2 separate regions of the Hordeum vulgare genome follow, and region 2 is linked to region 1. The links are chromatin contacts, called in public Hi-C maps. All regions are on one chromosome and are shown on one strand. The core of a region is the stretch at or near the end of the contact, and the rest is flanking DNA. Distances in the headings are between cores, read along the strand shown. Region 1 holds the start of LOC123428592 (fasciclin-like arabinogalactan protein 7). Region 2 holds the start of LOC123426981 (glycerophosphodiester phosphodiesterase GDPDL4-like).

The links. A called contact is a pair of places that touch in the nucleus more often than the background predicts.
Region 2: a contact with region 1 is called in a Hi-C map of seedling, with 2.4 times the contacts expected there. The contact joins the promoter of LOC123426981 here to the promoter of LOC123428592 in region 1. A contact is called at or near these places in 3 of 6 Hi-C or Micro-C datasets (leaf and seedling).

What each region holds. Positions count from the first base shown.
Region 1 is chr2H:521,810,182-521,814,458 of MorexV3_pseudomolecules_assembly, reverse strand. It overlaps LOC123428592 (fasciclin-like arabinogalactan protein 7), which reads left to right and starts at 2,387. Exons shown (of 2, transcript XM_045112815.1): 1 at 2,387-2,650; 2 at 2,743-3,219. The coding sequence starts at 2,387. The coding sequence ends at 3,219. LOC123430410 (fasciclin-like arabinogalactan protein 7) reads left to right here and starts at 1,143. Exons shown (of 1, transcript XM_045114278.1): 1 at 1,143-2,126. The coding sequence starts at 1,210. The coding sequence ends at 1,977.
Region 2 is chr2H:522,069,691-522,073,967 of MorexV3_pseudomolecules_assembly, reverse strand. LOC123426981 (glycerophosphodiester phosphodiesterase GDPDL4-like) reads right to left here and starts at 2,021. Exons shown (of 9, transcript XM_045110904.1): 1 at 1,567-2,021; 2 at 788-1,081; 3 at 532-647; 4 at 1-450. The coding sequence starts at 1,666.

The DNA of each region.
Region 1 (4,277 bases), core at 1,138-3,637:
CTAGGTTTTAGTTTATAAGGAGAAGTGTTAATTCATGAATATGGCCATATATTTTTGCCCTCTCTCAATTCTTTTTCTGGGTCCGCCCCTGTCCTCTGCCGGAGAGAATAATGGGGAGACAGAACGAGGCAGGGCACACGTTTTGTGATGTCGTGCTTCCTTCCTCGCACGCGTGAATTGTGATTCGGGTATCAGTCGTGACATGGACATATATGCCATTATCTGGCTCACCTATTACTCGTCTGTACGTGCGCTGGTGAGACACGGGGTGGTGGCATCCCAGTAGCGCCGAGACAGAGTTCTCGCGGCGCGCACGTCTCCAGCTTTCGCCGGGAAGAGGGGGTTTGCGCACCCGCAGCCTGCAGGGCAATACAACTGTAACGTGCGTCAGAGATTCAGAGTGTACTACGGAGGGACTACTTCAATTTTTTTATTTGGACTACATTATTATTTGATCATTCATTCATGATACCTCTGTTTTGGGCTGGCCGACACAGCACTAGTTTGTTTAGCGAATAAATATCAGTTGGCATGTCCTCTAGAAAACAGTTTCCACGCCTATTCTGCAATATTTTAGAGGGTTCTAATGCGCATCCCGTCGGTGCCCCCATTTTATTACTCCTCGGTCTTGATCTATCTCTAGATAATCCAAATTGTACTAATTTATTTCAGAAAAGCGCACTATTGAAACAGTCTGCTATTAGAGCGTCTGTCCTCTCTTTCAATCAATCAAAATAAATAAAATAAATTAGAGCAGCGGTGGCGTGGAACGTCAGGCGTGTAAATCGCACGGCAACTGAAGCGCTAAACACACGTGCTCGACTATGCCTGAAGGTTTTGACATCACTGTAAAATCACAGCCCGATAAAACATTCCTGAAGGTCTAACTTTCCTGAAGCCAAAGCCGATCCTGTTTGTTCCAACGTACAGTATCTGCTAAGTTCCTGCAGATCAGAAGATCAAAAGCATTCCCGAACCATATCACCGTGTTCAGATCTTCAGTTGACCACTCAACATCGACAGCATAGCTAACACCCAGCGGAGCGCCAACCCCGGCCCGCACTTCCAGACTATATTTTTACACCATCCATCGAAGTCCCATGTGCTATAAATACGTCTCGCCTTCGTGGAGATTCACCACAGCCTCGATCGATCAGGTGCAATTCTTTAGCAAGTCCTGCAACACACACGACCTCCAGTTTTGCAGAAATGGAGCTCAAGGCGGCTGCTCTCGTCAGCGCATTGCTTTGCCTGGCGCTCTCCCGCGGCGCGCTGTCCCAGAGGGCACGGGCGCCGATCGTCGAGACCCCGGCGCCGGCGCCGGCCCCGCGCCACGTCGAGCTCGCCGAGCTGCTCTCCCTAGCCGGGCCTTACGGAAAGTTCCTGGAGTACCTCACCAAGACCGACGTGATCAAGACGTTTCAGAGCCAGGCCAACGACACCAAGCAGGGCATCACCGTGTTCGCGCCTCAAGACTCGGCGTTCGCCGCCCTCAACGAGACCGTGCTGTCCAACCTCACCGCCGACCAGCTCCGGTCGCTCATGCTGCACCACGCCATGCCCAGGTACTACCAGCTCTCGGCCTTCTCCGCGCTGGCGGCGGCGAGCCCGGTGTCCATGTTCGCGTACAAGGTTAACGTCACCTACGCCGCCGGCACGATCGGCGTCGTGTCGGGCTGGGCCACCGCCAAGCTCGCCAGCAGCGTGTACTCGACGTCGCCCGTCGCGGTGTACGCGCTCAACAGGGTGCTGCTGCCCAAGGAGATCTTCCCGGCCGCTCCGGAGATGGCGCCCGTGCCTGCGCCGGCGCCGGCGCCGGGACGTGGGGGCAAGGCGATGGCCGACGCGCCGGGCGCCAGCGAGCGTGCTGCCAGTGACAATGCGGGCGCCAAGAGTTCGTCGTGCCGGGTCGTCGGCGCAGGGAGCCTTGTGCTTGGCTACGTGGTTCTGGTGGTCTCCGGGTTTTTGATGGTGTAGTCTGATAATTCTGTACATGCATTGGCACGAACCATGATTTTTTTTTTATTCCCTTCCGGAAAGTGTTACCAAATTCGTTTATTCCGCCGAAATGGTGTACAACATAATGTAAACGGTGCACATCGTAATGTATGCACTGCTTGTATGTATATTGTAGAATTACTTATCGTAAACATGAGAGATTGAGAGCCAACTTTATTTGTGCACGTGAATGAACGCCATTCCGTTTTCGGGTACGTTCTGAAGAACCTCTCTTGCATCACTCGTTTGACACCGTCCTTCATCGATCCTCTTAACCGCCTCGAAACTAGGAAGCTGGCCAGAGTTCTCAGCTCTGCACAAAATACGGACATCAGTCCCTCTACGGGCAGTTCAGCTCAGGCCACGTCTTCACTGCGGCAGTTGAACGATGGAGTTGGCGGTTGCGCTCCTCGCCGCCGCGCTGTCCCTAACCGTCCCGCTCGCCGGCGCACACCGCCCGCTCGCCGATGAGGTGGGCGCCCGCGCCCACCTTACCGAGATCCTAACGCCAGACCGGCCCTTCCAGACCTTCTTGAGGTACCTACAGCAGACCAACCTCGTCGAGGTGTTCGAGAAGCAGGCCTACCGGACCCACCACGGCATCACCCTCTTCGCCCCCGCCGACAGGGCCTTCGCCGCCGTCCACCCGTCGGTAACTTGATTTTTCATCACACAACAAGTCAAGAACCATCATACGTACCATCGTCTCGATCTGATAGGATGGGATGTTGACAACCGTTGCAGGTGCTGTCGGGTCTGAAGAAGCACCAGCTCAAGAACCTGATGATGTACCACGCGCTGGCCAAGCACTACGCGCTCAAGGAGTTCGACGGCCTGAGCCGGGTCAGCCAGGTGACGACGTTCGCCGGCGGGATGTACACGGTGAACGTGACGTGCGACCCGGGGGCCATCCGAGTGCAGTCGAGGTGGGCCGCCGCCAAGATCCTCGGCACCGTGTACGGGGTCGCGCCCATGGCGGTGTACGAGATCGACAGGGTGCTGCTCCCGGAGGCGATCTTCCGCGTGCAGCCCCCCGTCGAGGCGGCCCTCCCTGACGCAGAGCCCGCGGCGAGCGCGCCCGGCGCCAAGGGTGGCAACGCGACGACGACGCCTGGTGATAAGGCGGAAGGGGAGAGGTCTGCGTGCAGAGCAGCGGGTCGGCTCGACAGCTACGTGGCCGCCATGGCTCTGTGCGCCGCGTCGCTGGTGGCGGCATTGTGAAGTGTGCTACTGGCCAATACATGCAGGATAGTACGTACAAGCCATTGGGTGGATGCAGTGAATTGCTCTACTGATCGAGATTAGGATTTAGGATAGGTCAGGACTTAGGAGTTACATTACACGATGATATTGTGACGTTTTCGGAGTGTGAATGTGTGATAACGGCGGAATTTCAAAGTTTCAACCAGGGATCTTCCTGAATTCCATTATCTCGGCTGCTTGGAATTCATATATCAATTACCTAACCACCGGGTAAGGGCTCTGCCGACGCGCCAGGCGATTCCACGCCGGAATTTCAAAGTTTCAACCAGGAAACATTCCAACAATTCGAGTAATGGATGCTACTCCCTCCGTCCAGATGTATAGAGCATGCGCATAGTTCTAGATCGTTAATTTAACTACTTAAATATGCAGTATATATAATAAATAATATATCATTAGATTCATGCGAGAATGTAGTTTCTAAATATGTAATTTGTATAGCATATAATATATATTTAACTACTAGGAAAAGGGCCCGTGCGTTGCAACAGAAGAAAATAATAACACACGTTCTTAATTTTTTAAAAGAAAAAGGTTTATAATCTGACTATTTGTAGCTACGTCTCTAACAAAGATCATCTTATACTATAAAAATGCAGTTCAAGATCCATGGATTTTTTAAACACGGCTTGCATGTTGATTTAATACGTACAAAGAAACGGGTAAGTGATCCTCAATTTTTATCTTCAATCCTAATTTTGCTGAGATGTTCATCCACAATCCGGATCAATACCGGTATGAAAGAAAGAGAGATAATGCATTATTGATTAGGATTGCATCCAAGATAGTACTTTTTTTAATGGTTAACGGGTAAAATAACATCATATTCATATTCTACATAGTTTTCTAATTAAATTTCATATATAAAATGTTAAATTTAAAGTTACAATTTAGAAGATATGAGTGTTTTTAAAAACATTTGATATGTATTGCGGGTTTAATGTCAACAACATGAGGGGGTTTTCTATGAGCCAGCCAGTGCACGCCACACTTGTTATTGTGTAACACAATGGGAT
Region 2 (4,277 bases), core at 772-3,271, 260 kb before region 1:
AGAAAATGCACCATTATCAATGAACGATAGAGATTCAGCTAACGGATCGTAGCTATGGTTGTAACTGAGCGCAAAGTCGTTGGCAAAATCAGCAGCATAAATTTCCAGCCCCACTTTATGAGCATCATCGACGATCGAAGTGTACATTTGCAGATAATTATCTGGTGAAACAGGCCAGACGTACTTCTTCGGGACAAGTATCCCAGATGCAAATGTCTTGATAAATGTAAGATTTTTCAACATGGAACCATATGTGTCTTTGGTAGATGGTTCAAGAGTGGCCTCGTCAAGAAAGCGGAACACGAGCTTTGTGTTGTTGCTAATCCTTCCACTAATGCTGGTGAGGAAGCTTGCTTCAGGCGATGAGATGTAGTCAACGATGACACGTCTAGACACAGAAAGGATGTATTTCCTCATGCTCATATTGAACTGGCTGTAGAAATCGTCATGCTGCAAAATGGCTCATTTTCAGCAACGGCACAATGTCCTGCAACATATTCTACTGCATGCAGACGGCACTGTTAACTGTACCTGGATATTGAGCCACATTCCAGGAGGCTTAAACTTGGACGCCACATCTTCGACAGCGAGCAATGGAAAGAAGCTTGGATCAAACCTAGGCGTGCGAGAGAAGATTGCTTGCTTCACTGTTCAACATATATACCACAGTGAGTTCTAATCATAGAGAGGTCAAACAAGAAGAGAGGCATGTCCCCTTCCTCATCACACTAACAAGCACTACAAGATCCAATCTTAAGTAACATTATGACAGCATGGTAGCACTTACAAGACACTTGCGATAGCTCGGTGCCGTTGTAGTCCACGGAGAACCACCCCGTTGTCGATACGCCATTGACAAGGTAGCTCTTCTTACCCTTAGGATAGAAATCTGGAATGTTGGTGCAGTTGTCCATCTTAATGTCTGGTAGGCAGACGCCAAGGCCATCCTTTGTGAGCCGGACATCACAGTACAGGACTGTATCGGGCGAGCTCGCAATCATCGCGAACTGGTAAGCGAATTCGCTAGAGTCGGGGAATAAGCCTGAAAATCCACCCTTGGCTATGATCGCCGGAGCATTGCCTGAAACATCAAGCCTGTTTATTTAGTCTTGGAAGGACCAGATGATAAACCATAAGAGTTGTCATCAGAGATATGTGAGGAGCTGCTCAAGCACATATAGTATTAGTAATGTACTGCTTGATCTCCAGAAGCTGCTGCCATGCATGTGCTAGTAACAAACATGTCTGCTAGCTGAAAACAGCAACTGTACGTTACCCCAAAAGGCTAATTTGGTCGGTCCCCATCTTCCAATCCATCACCCTTGAGGCACTGCTAAAAGCCTAAAATGAGTGGAAAGATGAAGTAGCTAACCGATCCAGCCCAAAATGCTCAAATACGCTACTGCCACCACCTTCCAATCCAAAAGCCGAGCGGAACCACAGTATGCAGCAAAGGAGTAAAATGTCCAGCCCAAAATGGTGGAAAAATTCTAAAATTTCAGGCTAAACTCTCCTGTGTAAACAATGGACACGGATCAAAGAGAGGGTGGCCGGAGAATGTTATACCGCTGAGCGTCTTCCAAGGAGAGTCACCCTGCGCAGTGGCCACGCCCAGCCAGAGCAACACGACGGACGCGACAACGTAGCAGACGCGGCCGCTCCCCATTGCCTCGCCGCCGGCGAACAGCACCCTGACGGGACGGCTGGCCTCAAGCAGCTGCCCGGGAACAGCGCTCCAAGAACGGCACCGCTACCCTGTCCCTGGTACGACGCAGCCAGAACCAAGGAGTCCTCGGGAACAATGCGAGGCAATTGCCGTGCTGGATTTAAGCCCCGGCCCGGAGGGAGAGAGAGAGAATGGAATGGAGATTGGAGATGGGGCCTGCTGAGCTGTGTTTATGCTGGGGAGGGGAGAGGAATGGTAGATGAGAGGAGAGGAGAGGGGAAGAGGCAGGGCAGGAGGTGGCAGCGAAGGGAAGGTGGTGGTGGTGGTCAAATAATGAGGACTAGTAGTGCTGCTGCTGCCTGCCTCTCCGGCACGGCCCGGCCCCCATTGATGCCTCTCCTCAGGACTGTGCTTGTTCTTTACCATTTATCTTTGTCACTTATTATCGGAGCAGCTGCGATCCCAGTCAGGACTAGTCGGGTAATTATAGTTTTTGTACTGGCACTGTCATGGTGAATTGAGAGCTAGTGCAACCACCCTCCTTTTCGCCACGATCACACATTTTTATCTACAAAAACTACAGTACGTACTACTGCTGTACACATCATTAGTAAAAACATGCACATGACACTGTTTCCACTTGCCTGTTAGTAGTAGTACATTTTTTACCGTGAGATGAGACGGCGGCAGTAGCAGTTTGGTCACCGAGATGTGTGTACTAGCACTGACACATCTCACCGGCGCCTCGACCTGACTGACACCCTGGTCCCCGCAGAATAATGGCGCATCTGCAGCGTGATTACAGCGGTCATCCGTGCTAGTGGTACCAGTACGCTGTACGCTGTACGCCGACGAGTCGATCCCGCGATCCGGCCGCCCCCACACGTCACTGAGAGAGACAGACGCGCGGTTGTTTGGCTTACTGGCACGCACGTCCTCGGATTCCGGACGCCGCGTGCGGCTGTCGAGCGGCCGAGCCGGACCTGGAAATCCCACACCCACCCGTCCCGCCGCTCCTGGCTTGGCATGGTCGGGTTCGGACCTGGGAGCCGTGTGTCGTCCACGTCGTGGCCCACGATTTTTAGGCAAAATCGTGTGTGTAGTTTTGCCCTTCAGGTGGTCGCGGGCACGTCGTAGGTGCGAGAGGCGCCGAATCAATCAATAATTGTTCTCTCGTGAGCCCAACTCCAGCGCGCCACCTTACCTGTCCCTTGGCGTCCGTTTTCTGTTCGTTTTTAATCCATTTCCAACCCAAACTTGATTCGATTTTAAGATAAAATGGACAACGCATGGATGGCACGTGGGCGGGCGGGACGCGCGCGTTTGTCCTCCCCAGACCCGTCCACCGGTGGCACAAAGCAGCACGACCTTCGCGCCCCCACGCCTCATTCCATTTCATTTTCTCCCAAAACCCTCCCACGCCCCATCCTCCCCCCCCCCCCCCGCCCGCTACCCTCCCGCCATGACCGATCCCCCGCCGAATTTCGGCGACCCGGCCGTCGTCCCGGCCACCAAGGCGAAGAAGAAGAAGGCGCCCAAGGGTACGAAAAAGCCGCGGTCGAAACTCACGTCGCAGGAGATCGCAAAGCTGGACGCGGAATCGGCCAAGAGGCGGCGGGCAGAGGCAAAGAGGAAGGACGCCGCGGCCGCGTACGCCAGCGAGCGTGCCGCGTTGGAGGCCGCGCGGCAGAAGGCTGATGCTCAAGAGAAGGAGGCCATCGTCATCAAAGTGCACGCCCTCCTCGTGATGGGGTTGTGTCGTCCGATGAGCTTCGCGGCTGCGCCCGTCGGACCAGCGAGCACAGGCCCGTCGGTCGTCTGGCCTCCGCAGTGCCCCTGCCCGACGTCGTCGACCACGCCATTGCCGCCCGGTTTCCCTCCGCCAAGGTGCCAAGCCTAGACCCGTGTGTCGGGGTTGTCGAAAGTCAGCGTGATCGCGCCGTCATCGACCTCAATGTCACGTCGTGGTCCTGCAGCGGCGGCCGCCCGTCCATGGAGATGCAAAGAAAGCAAGCCCGGCCGCCGTCTACGGCCACCATGACGTCGTCCCGCGTCTTGTTCGACGAAATGCCAACACCGACGCCAACGGTCGAGAACACCTTCTACGCCCAGTTCATGGAGAATGTTATCTTCGAGGGCTGTGGCGAGGCCTTTCAGACGGGTGGGCAGGGCGGAACCTTCGATCCGGAGGAGACCCAGAGTCAAGATGGGCGCGACAAGTACATGGCCGATGAAGACTTTGAGGCCGACCATGATGACTCGTGGCATGATGAAGATGGCATACATTGCGAAGGTGATGAAGAAGAAGAGGACGACGTCGATATTGCTGGCGAGCCATTGTTCATCGGCGAGCTCACCCAAAGAGCGGAAGCTTAAAAGAGGAAGAAGAGCATTTGTACGGGATCATACACACAAGATGAGGACAAGTTGATTTCCGAAAGTTGGAAGAAGATTGACCAAGATCCTAGAGTCGGTGCGCAACAAAAGGGAATTGTTTTTTGACAAGAGTTCACAAAACATTCCATGAAAGAAAGTTGTTTCCGCCCTACCAATTTACGAGCGCCTGTAACATCAACTCGATTCAAAAGAGGTGGTTGTTCATCCAACAAGA